2 separate regions of the Zea mays genome follow, and region 2 is linked to region 1. The links are chromatin contacts, called in public Hi-C maps. All regions are on one chromosome and are shown on one strand. The core of a region is the stretch at or near the end of the contact, and the rest is flanking DNA. Distances in the headings are between cores, read along the strand shown. Region 1 holds the start of LOC542503 (Rho-related protein from plants 7). Region 2 holds the start of LOC100274493.

Evidence for each region. A called contact is a pair of places that touch in the nucleus more often than the background predicts.
Region 2: a Hi-C map of bundle sheath shows a contact between it and region 1, with 2.6 times the contacts expected there. The contact joins the promoter of LOC100274493 here to the promoter of LOC542503 in region 1. A contact is called at or near these places in 3 of 25 Hi-C or Micro-C datasets (bundle sheath, endosperm and tassel).

What each region holds. Positions count from the first base shown.
Region 1 is chr8:126,078,827-126,085,273 of Zm-B73-REFERENCE-NAM-5.0, reverse strand. It overlaps LOC542503 (Rho-related protein from plants 7), which reads right to left and starts at 4,152. Exons shown (of 8, transcript NM_001112053.1): 1 at 3,906-4,152; 2 at 3,704-3,791; 3 at 3,510-3,619; 4 at 3,238-3,301; 5 at 3,092-3,156; 6 at 2,906-2,971; 7 at 2,641-2,753; 8 at 2,067-2,315. The coding sequence starts at 4,004. The coding sequence ends at 2,282. It overlaps LOC100272622 (Ras-related protein RABG3f), which reads left to right. Exons shown (of 7, transcript NM_001147085.1): 4 at 362-475; 5 at 573-653; 6 at 746-891; 7 at 1,295-1,773. The coding sequence ends at 1,361.
Region 2 is chr8:126,303,986-126,310,432 of Zm-B73-REFERENCE-NAM-5.0, reverse strand. It overlaps LOC100274493, which reads left to right and starts at 2,425. Exons shown (of 10, transcript NM_001365847.1): 1 at 2,425-2,886; 2 at 4,007-4,093; 3 at 4,251-4,340; 4 at 4,590-4,681; 5 at 5,125-5,185; 6 at 5,357-5,446; 7 at 5,606-5,668; 8 at 5,843-5,931; 9 at 6,103-6,195; 10 at 6,277-6,447. The coding sequence starts at 2,557. The coding sequence ends at 6,310.

The sequences.
Region 1 (6,447 bases), core at 2,903-5,402:
TACTAGTGAATCAGATGTTGCTGTTTATATTGGCATGTTGGCATGATGTTGTTTATATTAACATAGGGCATTTGGGACAGATGTATTATTAACTCCTTTTCTATACTTGACCGTAATCTTGCTCTTTGCTTAATTCACAAACGGCTGTTTTCAGATCATTTCAAACCTTCTAGATATCCGTTATTTTTTCATGCTACTTTGTAAAGCACCATCTTCATCGTCTCTATTGTGCACATAAGAAATCTATGTAGATCCAGATTAATATCATGTCAAGAGAAATGTCAAAGGTATTGTCTTCTGGTTTATGGTGTTTAACAAGTCTTTGTAGATATGGGACACTGCTGGTCAGGAAAGGTTTCAGAGTCTTGGCGTTGCATTCTACCGGGGAGCAGATTGTTGTGTCCTAGTCTATGATGTTAATTCTATGAAATCGTTTGATAATCTTCACAACTGGCGTGAAGAGTTTCTAATTCAGGTGAAATATTTTCAACGGTTTATTAGTTCAGTGATTCAGTCTCACAATTCATAACAATCCTGTTTTTTCCCCTAACTATGGATGTTTCACTTTGCAGGCGAGCCCATCAGATCCTGACAATTTCCCTTTTGTTCTGTTGGGTAACAAAGTTGATGTAGATGGTGGGAACAGCCGTGTGGTAAGCAACACTACATGATTTGCTCTCTGAATAAATTCTTCTCTTGAACTGGATCATGAGCTGCTTAGAAACATAATCTGCTTTGGTTTTAGGTGTCGGAGAAAAAGGCAAAGGCATGGTGCGCCTCTAAAGGGAACATCCCGTACTTTGAGACGTCTGCTAAGGATGGAACGAACGTGGAAGATGCCTTCCAGTGTATTGTAAAGAATGCTCTGAAGAATGAACCGGAGGAAGAATTGTAAGCACACTTATTCTCGTTTCTTTGTTTGTTTGATTGGCATTTGACAGTACTGTTTTTATGTGACATTAATCGTTGCAAGTACTAGAAAACCGGAGCACTGCTGTAAAAGTAATTACATTTTTAATATCAACTGGTCCTTCTGTTGGTCTTTTTGCTCCAGTTATTAGTCATCAGCAAAATAAGGCACTTTCTGTTGATCCTCTTTCTGGGGGTGTACCAGGGTTGGCATCATTAGCTGCTGCAATAAGACTAGCTTCTTCTGCTGATCTCGTTTTCAGTATTATATCTATGTAAAATCATCAATCACTTTTGATTTCCTTCATTTGTTTCCCTGTGCTGGTCCTTTATTATCTGTGTAAAAGCCGTCCCCTTTTTTGACCTTATCGATTTGTTCTTGAAGGTATGTGCCAGATACCGTGGATGTGGTAGGTGGCAACCGGGCTCAGAGATCATCTGGCTGCTGTTAAGACATGAGGCATCCACGAGGCGTGGTGATCATCATCGGCTATGCAGTGACCAAACAATACCTCAACATTGCTGGGCCTCCATGGTTATCTACGTGTCCGTATTCCATTTGTTACCTTTCCAGTCTCCTGCTATGTACCCAAGGGCGCATTTCCCATGCTGTCAGTCAATCCGTAGACTTCATTTGTGCAGTTCCATCAGTAGCGTCATACCTTGTGAATACAGTTGGACAAAATAAGAGCAAGCCTGAACTGAAGTTCGTCTCTGTGTGGGATGGGGGTCGCCTTTTCCTCGCTTTCTGCTTCAATGCGAGTTGCCACACCCGTGCTGGCTAGAAATGCCGTCCCTTCTGGAAAGCGACACCCAGTTGGCACCATAAATTCAATGCAAGACGTCTTCAAAATCAGTTGCCATAATTTGAATTTCAATTGGAGCAGATTTGCAATCCAAGTCCAAAACTCAACGTTCTGAAGAGTCGAAAGAGCAGATTTGCCGTTTTTTTTAATGTCGAATCTTTTATGGCGTTGGCGTTGGTGCCATGCTGCTGCACAGCCTCAAATAGAGTATATTTATAGAAACCGAAAAGGGGCGCAGGCTCGTGTCCGGCAGCCATTGCCAGTGAGTGAGCACGCATGAGAACACAGGCGGCGCGGCAGCAGCAGCCAGCAGGTAATGCCACATTGCTCTCGGAGAACAACATTACAGTTACAGCAATCCTATTCCAGCAAACAACCTCTTACATAAACACTGCATTCTTGCAATTGTCAGTCCTTGAAGCCTAAAAAAACAAAGCATACGGCAGACGAGCTTAAAAAAACAAGAGCAGCAGTCATCCATGCGGCCCCATTAACTTGCCAGTCGCCATAGCACATAGACACCATGCCTTCACCTTCACCTCCTTCCAGATCAGTGTTCTAGACTCCTAAGCAGCGCACGTGCTGCCACACATGAGGTTCCTGCGGGCAAGACATGAGTCGTTACCAAAGAAAACACATCAGTAAATCAATTTTTTTTTGTTACAAAAGAATCGTTCCAAATGGTTTGTTCTTAAGTCCGAACAGAAGTCGATGAACCAGACGCCTGGTTTTTTCTGGCAAATTGACCAATAGACTGCTGGATTTTCACTGGATTGTAATCGCTATTAGGCTACGGTCAGCAGATCACGCATATAGCCGTGGCCGAGATTGAAATGATAGACGGGGATGAGTAAGCTTTGACTGCTGGAGATATTAGAAGGCATATGACCAACCAACTAGTATACGGTGGAAAGATGGAGCTTACATGATAGAGCACCCGGAGCCACGCCTGTTCTTCCTCCTGGCAGGCGTCGCCTCCCTCCTCCGCGGGGGCTGAAGGACCACTTTGATGGCTGTGTCGAAGACCGACTTGACATTCTAGTATGGCCAACAGTACAATTGAACAACAAACAGGTCAGTAAAATCAGTCTGTTACATTTACAAACAGTCCATACGTGTCTAGTAGTTTTTAATCAACCAAACAGCAACCCATCCATATCTGAAACAGGACATGGTCTCATGGCTACTACCTGCTGCGTTTTGGAACTGCACTCGATGTAAGCCGCAGCGCCGATCTGCCTCCTCAGTTCTTCGCCCTGCGTGAAAGGAAAAAAAAAAGAAGAGGAAGATGGAGTTAAAGAGAGACTGCATCACGCTTCTGATAACTGTCTGTCTGCATTCGGCATTGGAAATGGGTATACTATGGAAGAGCAAACCTGTGCCGTCGTGATCGTCGACGCTCCAGGATGGTCAGCAAGGTAGGCCCTGTGGTCACGGAGATCTGGACAGTTTCCAACCGAAATTCCTCAACTGACCGGCGTTAAAGCTCATGAAATTAAGGTCGCGTTCAGCACTTCCTCACCTAACTTGGTCCCGACAAGAACGACCGGGACGTCGGGCGCGAATCTGCGAAGCTCTGGCACCCACTGTTTCGTTGTTCAGGAACAGAATGGTCAGTTCAGAATGCTCCAGCCATCATTCTGAGAAACTGCTAGGTATATTCTGAACAGAATGGTCATCATTCTGATAAACTGCTCCACACAGGCACTTGCTCTACAGATCTAAAATTCCAAGGCTTTCCTTCCTGGCTTCTCTATCTACAATCACAAGCACGTGCTGATCCTACCACCATACCTTCTTAAGGACGTTCTCATAGCTCGCCCTGCTGATCAAGGAGAAGGCCAGCACGAACACGTCCGCGCCCCTGTAGCTCAGTGGCCGCAATCTGCTGTAGTCCTCTTGTCCTGAACGGAACAGAGAAGGAAGGGAACACATTGATAGAGCAGCTGTAGAGATTCAGCCGTGGGAGCGGAAGCAGCAGCCAGTACCTGCAGTGTCCCAGAGGCCCAGGTTGACGATGCTGCCGTCCACGGAGACGTTGGCGCTGAAGTTGTCGAACACCGTGGGGATGTAATCCTGTCAGGAACCCAGAGAACAGGGCGCCGTCAGTTTCAGCGAGCAGTGCAGTGCAGTGCAGAGCAGAGGACGGAATGAGTGTCGTGAGCTCATGCATGAGCGTCAGTGCGTTACCGTGGGGAACTTGTTGCTGGTGTAGCAGATGAGCATGCAGGTCTTGCCCACCGCGCCGTCCCCCACCGTGACGCACTTGATGAACTTGGTCACGCTCATCTCCTCCCAGCCCCGGCCTCTCCTTCTCACAACAGGCGGCGGCGGCGGCGGCGGAAGGCACTGCTCCGAGGGCAAGCAGCAAGCCAAGAGAGCAGGAAGCGGAGGAACAGAGACAACGACAACGGTTGCCTTGCTTTGCTTATCTTCTACGAGAAGGAAGGCAGGCAGGCAAGGCAAAAGGCACCGCACGGGCACCGGCCTCCCGCATTTACAGAACTCGCCGCTCGCAGCTGGCTGCCTGGGTGTGCACCCTGCTCTGCTACCCGCTGGCCTAGCTAGGGAGTAGGGAGGCGTTACGGGCCCAGGCCCCAGGGCCGCCCAGAGACCAGACGAGCTGACAGCCGCGCGGTGCTGGCACTGCTCCTTGCCGTGATTACCCATAGATTGCTTGCTCTCGTGTTACTGGAACGTATCCTGTGCTGTGTATCATCACTTCACGACAAACCTGAACGCACGGCCCATACTCGGCGGGGTCTCCATTTGATTTGTTGTACACGTGAAAGAGCTGAATATTTCAAATTTCTTATTACTAGACTACTAGTAGTACTATTTTCTACTCGTGTAAGTGTAATCTTTCACACTGAAAGCGTTCAGGTTTGCTGCGCTCGAGAGCGAGAGCCCCAACGTTCAGGATCTGGGGGAGCGTTTTATTCCCCCGAAAGAAAGCGAAAAGAGTAAAGCCCGACGCTGCCTTTGCCTTGGCTTCGCTCCACGCCCTCCGTCCAAAGTAGTTGACGTAGATTTAGTCATAGAATTTTGAAATAAGCAAAAAGATGTAATACACATAAAACAAGAACTAAAATATTATATATATTAAATAATTGTATTAGAAAACAACTATTTAGGCGGAGAGAGAGAGAGTATTAAAAATCAACAAAGCCCAGCACACCACACCCACTCCCATACCCCGGCACGCGGCGCGGGTGAGGGATCCTGTCTCCTCGTGGCCGAACCTAATCCACAGGACAATATATTACTCATTCCGTTCACAGTTCAGTAACCGAACAAAAAAAATTCAAAACCCTGAAAAAAAATTAAAAGGCTTCGCTTCGAATTAAATCTAGCTGTTCGAACTGAAATTGTAGAGACAAAATATTATAGAATTAATACAAGTCGATATAGGTTAAAACCAGAACGGACATGCTACTGAACTTCGTTCAATTGTTATTAACGCTAAACTGTATTTTACTCTTAAATTATATGTAGATGTTCATTATCTGTGTGTTTGGTTCATGTATCGTCGGAGCTTGGTCCATCGTAACCTGCCTTTTGGTGAAGGTTGACGAACCAAAATCATATGGACTAAACCTGATGTAGGTCATCGGCTTTTCGATATGGAGTTTATTCAATAAAGCACCAATATAAAGGCCGTTTCGGATTGTATATTTCTCGGCCATGACCATTTGATCAATGGATCAAAAGGAATAGAATGGAGGTGCCCCCCAGTCTGGATAGACGAAGGGACTATACATGTACCATGGATTCATCATCGTGCCATTCCATGTTTGAACAGGATAATATACCGACGATGAGTAAATAGGTGGAAAGTACCCTGGTCTCATAGAATGAATAGGCGATGCTTGTTGTGTCGCCTTTCGGGTCGTTTTGTTTGACCGTTTTGTTTTAGCAGGTGACCGGGGTTTCTTTGTTGACCGATTACGTGGAACAGTCTTTGTAGGAAACGGGTGACGCCTAAGAGGGGGGGTGAATTAGGACTTCTAAAACTTTCGCTAAACTAGGCCACAATTAAATCCCTAGAGCAAAACCTATGCAAATAGTCAAACTAGAATGTGCAAACTAGGTTTTGTCTAAGTGTTGCTATCTCTACCGCAAAGGCTAAGTTTCAATCTACACTAGATATGTATGAATACAAGATTGAAACTTAAATGCTTAATATTAATGCGGAAACTTAAAGAGCAAAGTAGAGAAGCAAACTCTCGTGGATGGCGCCGGTATTTTTACCGAGGTATCCGGAACCGTGCAAGGTCCCGACTAATCCTCGTTGGTGCCCCTACGCGAAGGGAAGCCCACGCGAGGGCCAAGCACCTCGGTCGAGTAACTCCGTAGAGAGCCGCGGGCCTTCTCCACGCGCAAGTGGTGCTCCGCTTCCGGCTCCTCTCGGACGCTCCCCGCCGTCTCCACTATCGAGCTTCCGGCCGAAACGCCGCGGGCCTCGTTCCCTCCGGTACACGGTGGCGGCCGTGACACAAACGCGGTTGTCACGGTCTCGCAAGACTCTTGCCCCACTTGGTACAATTACAACGACTCACGCAAGAGCCGAGGGGTTGTGTGGTTTTACAAAACTCACTCAACTAACTAGGGTTCACCTAGAGCAAGCGCTAAAGCGGTCTAACTAACCTAAGCACTTCGCAAAGCACCTATGCTAATCACCGAGTGATTCTATTAAGCACTTGGGTGTTTGAGCTCTTGGAAATGTGCACTA
Region 2 (6,447 bases), core at 1,176-3,675, 230 kb before region 1:
GACATTCTTAGTGATTTGAGCTCCGTTCTAGTGAGAACCTTGTGATACTCTTTTGAGCTCAAGTCTTGATCTTGTGTGTGCGTATTTGCTGTGGATTTGAGTGTGTTGCTTCCCTCCCTTACTCTAGTGCTTCATTGTGATTCTTATTGTAAGGGCGAGAGACTCCAAGTTGTGGAGATTCCTCGCAAACGGGAAAGAGTAAAGTAAAGAAGAACACCGTGGTATTCAAGTTGATCATTGGATCACTTGAGAGGAGTTGAGTGCAACTCTCGTCCGTTGGGACGCCACAACGTGGAGTAGGCAAGTTTTGTACTTGGCCGAACCACGGGATAAATCCTCGTGCCTCTTGTGCTTGTCCTTATTGTGTCTATTGTGCTTCACAAGAGCTCTCCTTTCTACTCACTTGATTTCATTGTTCTAACTCTTAATCAAGTTTGTGGTGTTAAGTTTTAAGTTTTACAGGATCACCTATTCACCCCCCCTCTAGGTGCTCTCAACTGGTGATGGTGGATATGTTAGTGCTTCTGATGTTGAAGATGAAGATACTGTTGGAGCTAACATTGTAGAGACTTATGATGGTGATGAAGAGGTTCTTGGTACAACAACGACCGAGACCTATAAGGCCTTGATTGTGCAACGAGCTTTGAGTGCCATAGCTAGTGACGACGACAACAGACAGCGCCACAACCTCTTCAACATGTTCTTCATCGTCAAGGACTGCCGTGTACATACCATCATTGACTGTGGTAGCTGCAACAACTTGGTGAGCCAGTCTCGTATACCTGTTGGGGGATTATACATGTTCTTATACATGTTTGTTTAAAGTGATATGCTTTTGTTGCTGATTCAGTGCAGTGTTCAATTCGTCTGTTGGGGATTAACTTTGAGATTTCCTTTCCTACTATTTTGCATGTATTATAGTTTCCACTTTGTCTACTAATGTGCCTGTAGTTTTCTGATTTGAGTTTTTTTATGTTTTAGCATTTGTTTAGAGCAGAATATTTAGGGAAAATGTTGTGTGTGTCACTTCATTAGTAACACCATAGACCTCAGTTGATACCAGGGTACAACACTTAAGTCGTTGTCAATTCTGTCATGTGTGATGTTGTAAAGGGCTGTAAAGTACTCTCAGTTGATTCATTTGGGAGGCATAATTAAAGAGTTAATTTGTATCGATCTTCTTTTCATGTCATTGTTAAATGTGGTTTCCTCAGTGTTCTACATAAAGATTTGTGATGAACTCAACCTTAAATTTAAACTAAATGCGGACTTTTTTTGTCTTGCTTGAGTTTTATTATATAGAGACAGTAAATAAATGGAAAATATTTTGTGAATTTTAATATGTGCTTTTATATGCAATTGGTTTAATCTTGCTCTGATGAAGTCTACCATTTTTTTTAAAATGCAGCTTGCTTTCGAGTTAGTAATAACCTTCACTGATCCTAGTTTAGATGCATCGACCAAGCTGCTTATCTGTCCCAGCACCATAACCTTGACCCAGCACCATAACCTTGACGCAAGCTACCAGACCAGGTTCTACATTGCAGTTCCTGGTACGTAGCACTACTGCCACTATCTGGTTCGCGTATGTACTCTACATTGCAGTATGCTTTCAGAGATTCACACGACTTTTGCATCTGTGATGAACACGGGAACCGTACGATGACCTGGTGCTGGCGATCTTGGCATCGGTGCTGGGCAGTCAGGCCATCATAAGCAGGACCTTCTCCATCATCAATCAGAGCCAGTCTCGGAGCTGCTTCTCCAGGGTGAAAGTCGTACACACGCCGCTGCAGCGGGACAACAGGTACTACGAGCGCGAAAACTTGCTAACAGTCATCAAGAACAACCCGTTGTGGCGCCACCTTAGCATGGGCCTGGACTATGATGACTCCAACTCCAACGATAGCGGCGTGTCGCCTGGCTCGGACCATGCAGACAACATAGAGGTCGCCACAGTGCCGCCGGCGCCATCGATCGTCAAGAAGCAGGCGAGGTTCCTGGTGGCCTCGCCCAGGAGCCCCAACGAGAACATGCTGGAGGAGCTGCACGAGCTGTGCGAGGCGCGGGAGGCCGACACCGCGTTCATCATAGAGCACTCGGCATGTGGAGACCAAGACCGGGTTGTCACTGCTCAAGAGGCTGACATGTGAATTTGATGGACGGCATGTGTCCTCAATGATCGCTCAGTGAGCCATAATGTCGTGAAAGTTCTATGTGCTTGTATGTTTCGTTTTTTTTTTATAAATCATACTATAATGCTATTTCTATAGGTGGAGGGTGATAAATATATCAATTTATCTTTATAGTTAATATTGTTGTAAAGATTTTGAACATGTTTGAATAACTATCTTATTTAAATTAAACCGTAGCATGCATAGTCACGTACCTAGTTTATAATTTAAGTGAGTAACTAGGATAGAGAACAAATGTTGCTTGCAAATGTTCGTGACTTCGTGTGGTCCCTAGTGAGGGCTGGAGCGAAACCGCCCGCTGTCTCGCGTCCGTCAGACAGCACGCACAGACGCAGGCGGGCGACGCACGGCAGTGTTGCCAATGGACTCGCGCTGCCCCCATCTGCTACTGCTCCTCCCTCTCCTCCTCTTGGCCGCCCTCCTGCCCCCGCCGTCGTCGGGGGTGCCGGAGGTCATCTGGCTGCCGACGAGCGGGGGAGCGGGGCCCTTGTCCTGCGCGCCGCCGGACCCCGCCGTGTACGACCGCCCCGTCATCGGCATCGTCTCGCACCCAGGGGACGGTGCGGGCGGCAGGATCAGCAACACCACCGCGACCTCCTACATCGGCGCCTCCTACGTCAAGTTCGTCGAGGCCGCCGGCTCGCGCGTCATCCCACTCGTCTACAACGAGCCCGAAGACCGCCTCCTCGAGGTTCGCGTGCTTCACACGCTCGCCTCGCCTCTACCGCTTTCTATCCTCTCCTCTTTTTCCCGGTCGCGTCCTGGACTCCAGTCCTGGATAGACAACGCGTCGTCGAGTTCCTGCAAGAGGGACAGTAGCTTCTTCGATGTGTTCGCAAGTACAACGTACTTCATATTTTTACGCGTTTCATGCTTGCATACGCAATTTCCCGAATTGGGATCTGGACGTACCGTGCCGCATACGGCTCTTGGTCCACCATAGCGCTGGTCAATTCTCACTGGTCGCTGTAGTATTTTGCAACAGCAGTCCTTGATTGTTCAGTTAAATTTCAAAATAATTCTCGGGAGGGAAATTCGAAATGAGATGGTCTGAATCTCACTCAGCCGATGCCCCTGATCGTATGGTAGTACCGATCCTGATAATTTAGGCAATTTCCCAAGTGTCAAAATTGCTCGACGAACATGTCAGGGCTGGGAAGACTTCCGCTAATGGGATGACCGATCACAATTCGAGTTAGTTGTTGGAGTGAACAGTTTCAAGCGTAAGCAACCTACTCAGGAGTGTTTGTATATTTTAGATCTGAATGGGGGTCCCCAAGCTACTGACGGTTCTTACTCAGAAGTATTTGTATATTTCATATTTTAGATCTGAATCAGGATCCCCAAGCTACTGACAATTCTTCCTTTCTTTTCAATCACGACTTCTCACCACACTAGCTACTGGTAGGGCTGAAAAAAAGCTCGAGGCTCGCGAGCCGCCTCGAGCTTGGAGCGGCTCGGCTCGCGAGCTGTGCGAAATTAATTAATCTACAAAATAGCAATGGATATTGGACAATAGGGTTGTTTCTTAGCTTTTGATGATGAATTTATGACATTTCATAATTTGGATTACTGATAATATTGAATGGTGATTGTATATTCCACATTTATGTATTTTTAATTATTTTATAATGCAATAATATTTATTAGAGCGGCTCGCGAGCTGAGCCTCATTCTTGAGCTCGTGCAATGGGCGAGCCGAGCCAAGAGCTCGGCTCGTTTCCAGCCCTAGCTACTGGCCACTGGCTCACAAACAATTGCTTGTAGAGGCCCTGCGTTTAACACATTACCTTGTTGGCTCTTCCCTGCAGAAATTGAGTTTGTTGAATGGAGTGCTGTTCACTGGTGGGTCAGAGAAGGAAGGTGTATATTTTGACACGATAAAAAGAGTATTTCAGGTACGACGTGATTGTGAACATTGTTCGAAAATGGCATTGATATAATGATGTTGATTATTGTATGACCACACTCGAGTATCACAACCTTGGATTTTCTATGTTATTGAACCAAATAATCATGATTTACTAACAGTTCTTTTTTGTTTGTTTGTTTTAGTATGTTTTGGACAAGAATGATGCAGGTGAACCATTTCCTTTGTTTGCCCAATGTCTTGGCTTTGAGCTTGTAAGCATGATTGTCAGCAAGGTAATTTAACTTCTCATAAGTTTACCATATTGCCAATTTAACTACTAAAATATAAAATATAATATGATAGCTTATTGAATATTCTCAATTGTGAACTCGATAAAACTATACACAATGGAAGAGTAATGCTTAGTTTGAAGTTAGAATATCATTTGCTTGCCTGTGGTTAGGTACTGGAGTGAAGTACTGCAGCCTTCCTGTTTGCTTTGCCAAAAGTGGGCACTAATTGTTCTCTTGCCGTTGTGCTAGGACAATAATATCTTGGAGGCATTTGACGCCCAGGATCAAGCATCAACTCTTCAGTTTCCCAGCTATGCTTTGGAGGGTTCAGTTTTTCAAAGGTGTCTGCTTCATGCTAAGCAAATCTTTATTTTGCTACTGCTTGATGGGGACATTTTAGAATTTAGACAAGTTATCTTGTAGTGTGATATGAGGCAAGTAATTGTTGTAGGGTGATATGAGGCAAGCAACATAGGATGGTTCCAGTGGAATATTATCTTTTTATTCTGTGTTACCAAAACTGAAACTTTAGAATATATGGTTTAAGCTGACACATTTATGCATTCATAAATGACTACTACGGCATAATATTATCTACAATGGGTCCCTAGAAGGCAGGGGACTACAAGACCACATGCACTCCAGCAGAGTGCGGTTAATTTAAAGAATGACTGGGAATAAATTTCTTATGGGAAGATGTGGTTAGTATATTAAAAATTATTGTTTTACTTGTGGCCTTCGTGAATTCCACTTGTTGTAACTACTGACTTGCAATTGCTCATAGGTTTGACACTGACCTCATCAAGAAAGTCAGCACCAACTGTCTTGTCATGCAAAATCACAGAGTAAGTGCCGCCATTAGTTCTGATTACTTTGTCCTTTTCTTAATTTCAACACCACACTTGCACTGGGCTCAACTATATTATGGCTGGTGATTCTGATAGCATATTTATACTGAACAACCAAAGTACCAAATTCAAGTTCCCTAACTTGTCTGATTTGTTATTTGGTTGAAGTATGGTATATCACCAAGGCGATATCGAGAGAACGATGCACTATCAAGTTTCTTCAAAATCTTGACTACATCACCTGATGAAAACGGCAAGGTATGTCTCACCTGTGCTCCTATCTACTAATCTACCCAAAAGATGTTATGTGATTAGTAACAGCTTTGATGAAATTTTGTAACCAAAGTAGGTGATCTGGGTTAACACTCTTAAATTCTTCCACTGCACAAATTAACATTCTTTTGTATGTCAAATCAGGTCTATGTCTCAACTGTACAAGCCAATAATTATCCAATCACTTGCACGCAATGGCATCCTGAGGTAATTTAGTTGTAGCTGTTTCAGGAGTTCCACATTTAGTGTTCTTATTGGTTCTTCCTTTTCTCTTGTGCACTGTATTTATTCCTAGGTTATATTCACAACATATCAAATTGTGGCCACTCACCAAATACAAGTGGCTTTATGCCACAATAAAACTGTCCTCATTTGATGCAGAAAGCCATTTTTGAGTGGAGGAAACCAATGATCCCACACAGCGAAGATGCAGTACAGGTTACTCAACATTTTGCCAATCATTTTATCAGGTTTGTTATTGTAGGCTTTAACCTCTATTATTATACAATTCAAGTTGGCAGTACATCATGTTGGTTTAAGCATATGCAAGAAAGGACCTTGCTTTGATGAAACTTGCAAGAGTGGTGAAAGAAAAATGGAGTTCATGTTTACCTAGCTCACCCTTCCTTGTCGTGGAACAGCCAAGCACGCAAGTCTCCAAACAGGCCTCCTGCCGACAAAGTGCTGGATAACTTAATTTACAACTACAGTCCGACATTTACCGGGAAAAAATCGTGAGTCTCTGTATCTTTACCCCCTAACAAATGTACGTACAATCCATTGTTCAGTTAGACTAATGCGTGTATTTTTGGTAGGAAATCGTTTGAGGAGGTCTACATCTTCTCCTGAGACTGGATTGAACGCCTGAGTGTCTTCAGGAATCTGTAGTTCTGCACTACATTGCTATTGTAGTGTAACCGTGCATTAGTATTACCCGTGGTACCAGAAGTTGTATTTGTATAGATTCGTTGGACTGCCTGTATTGC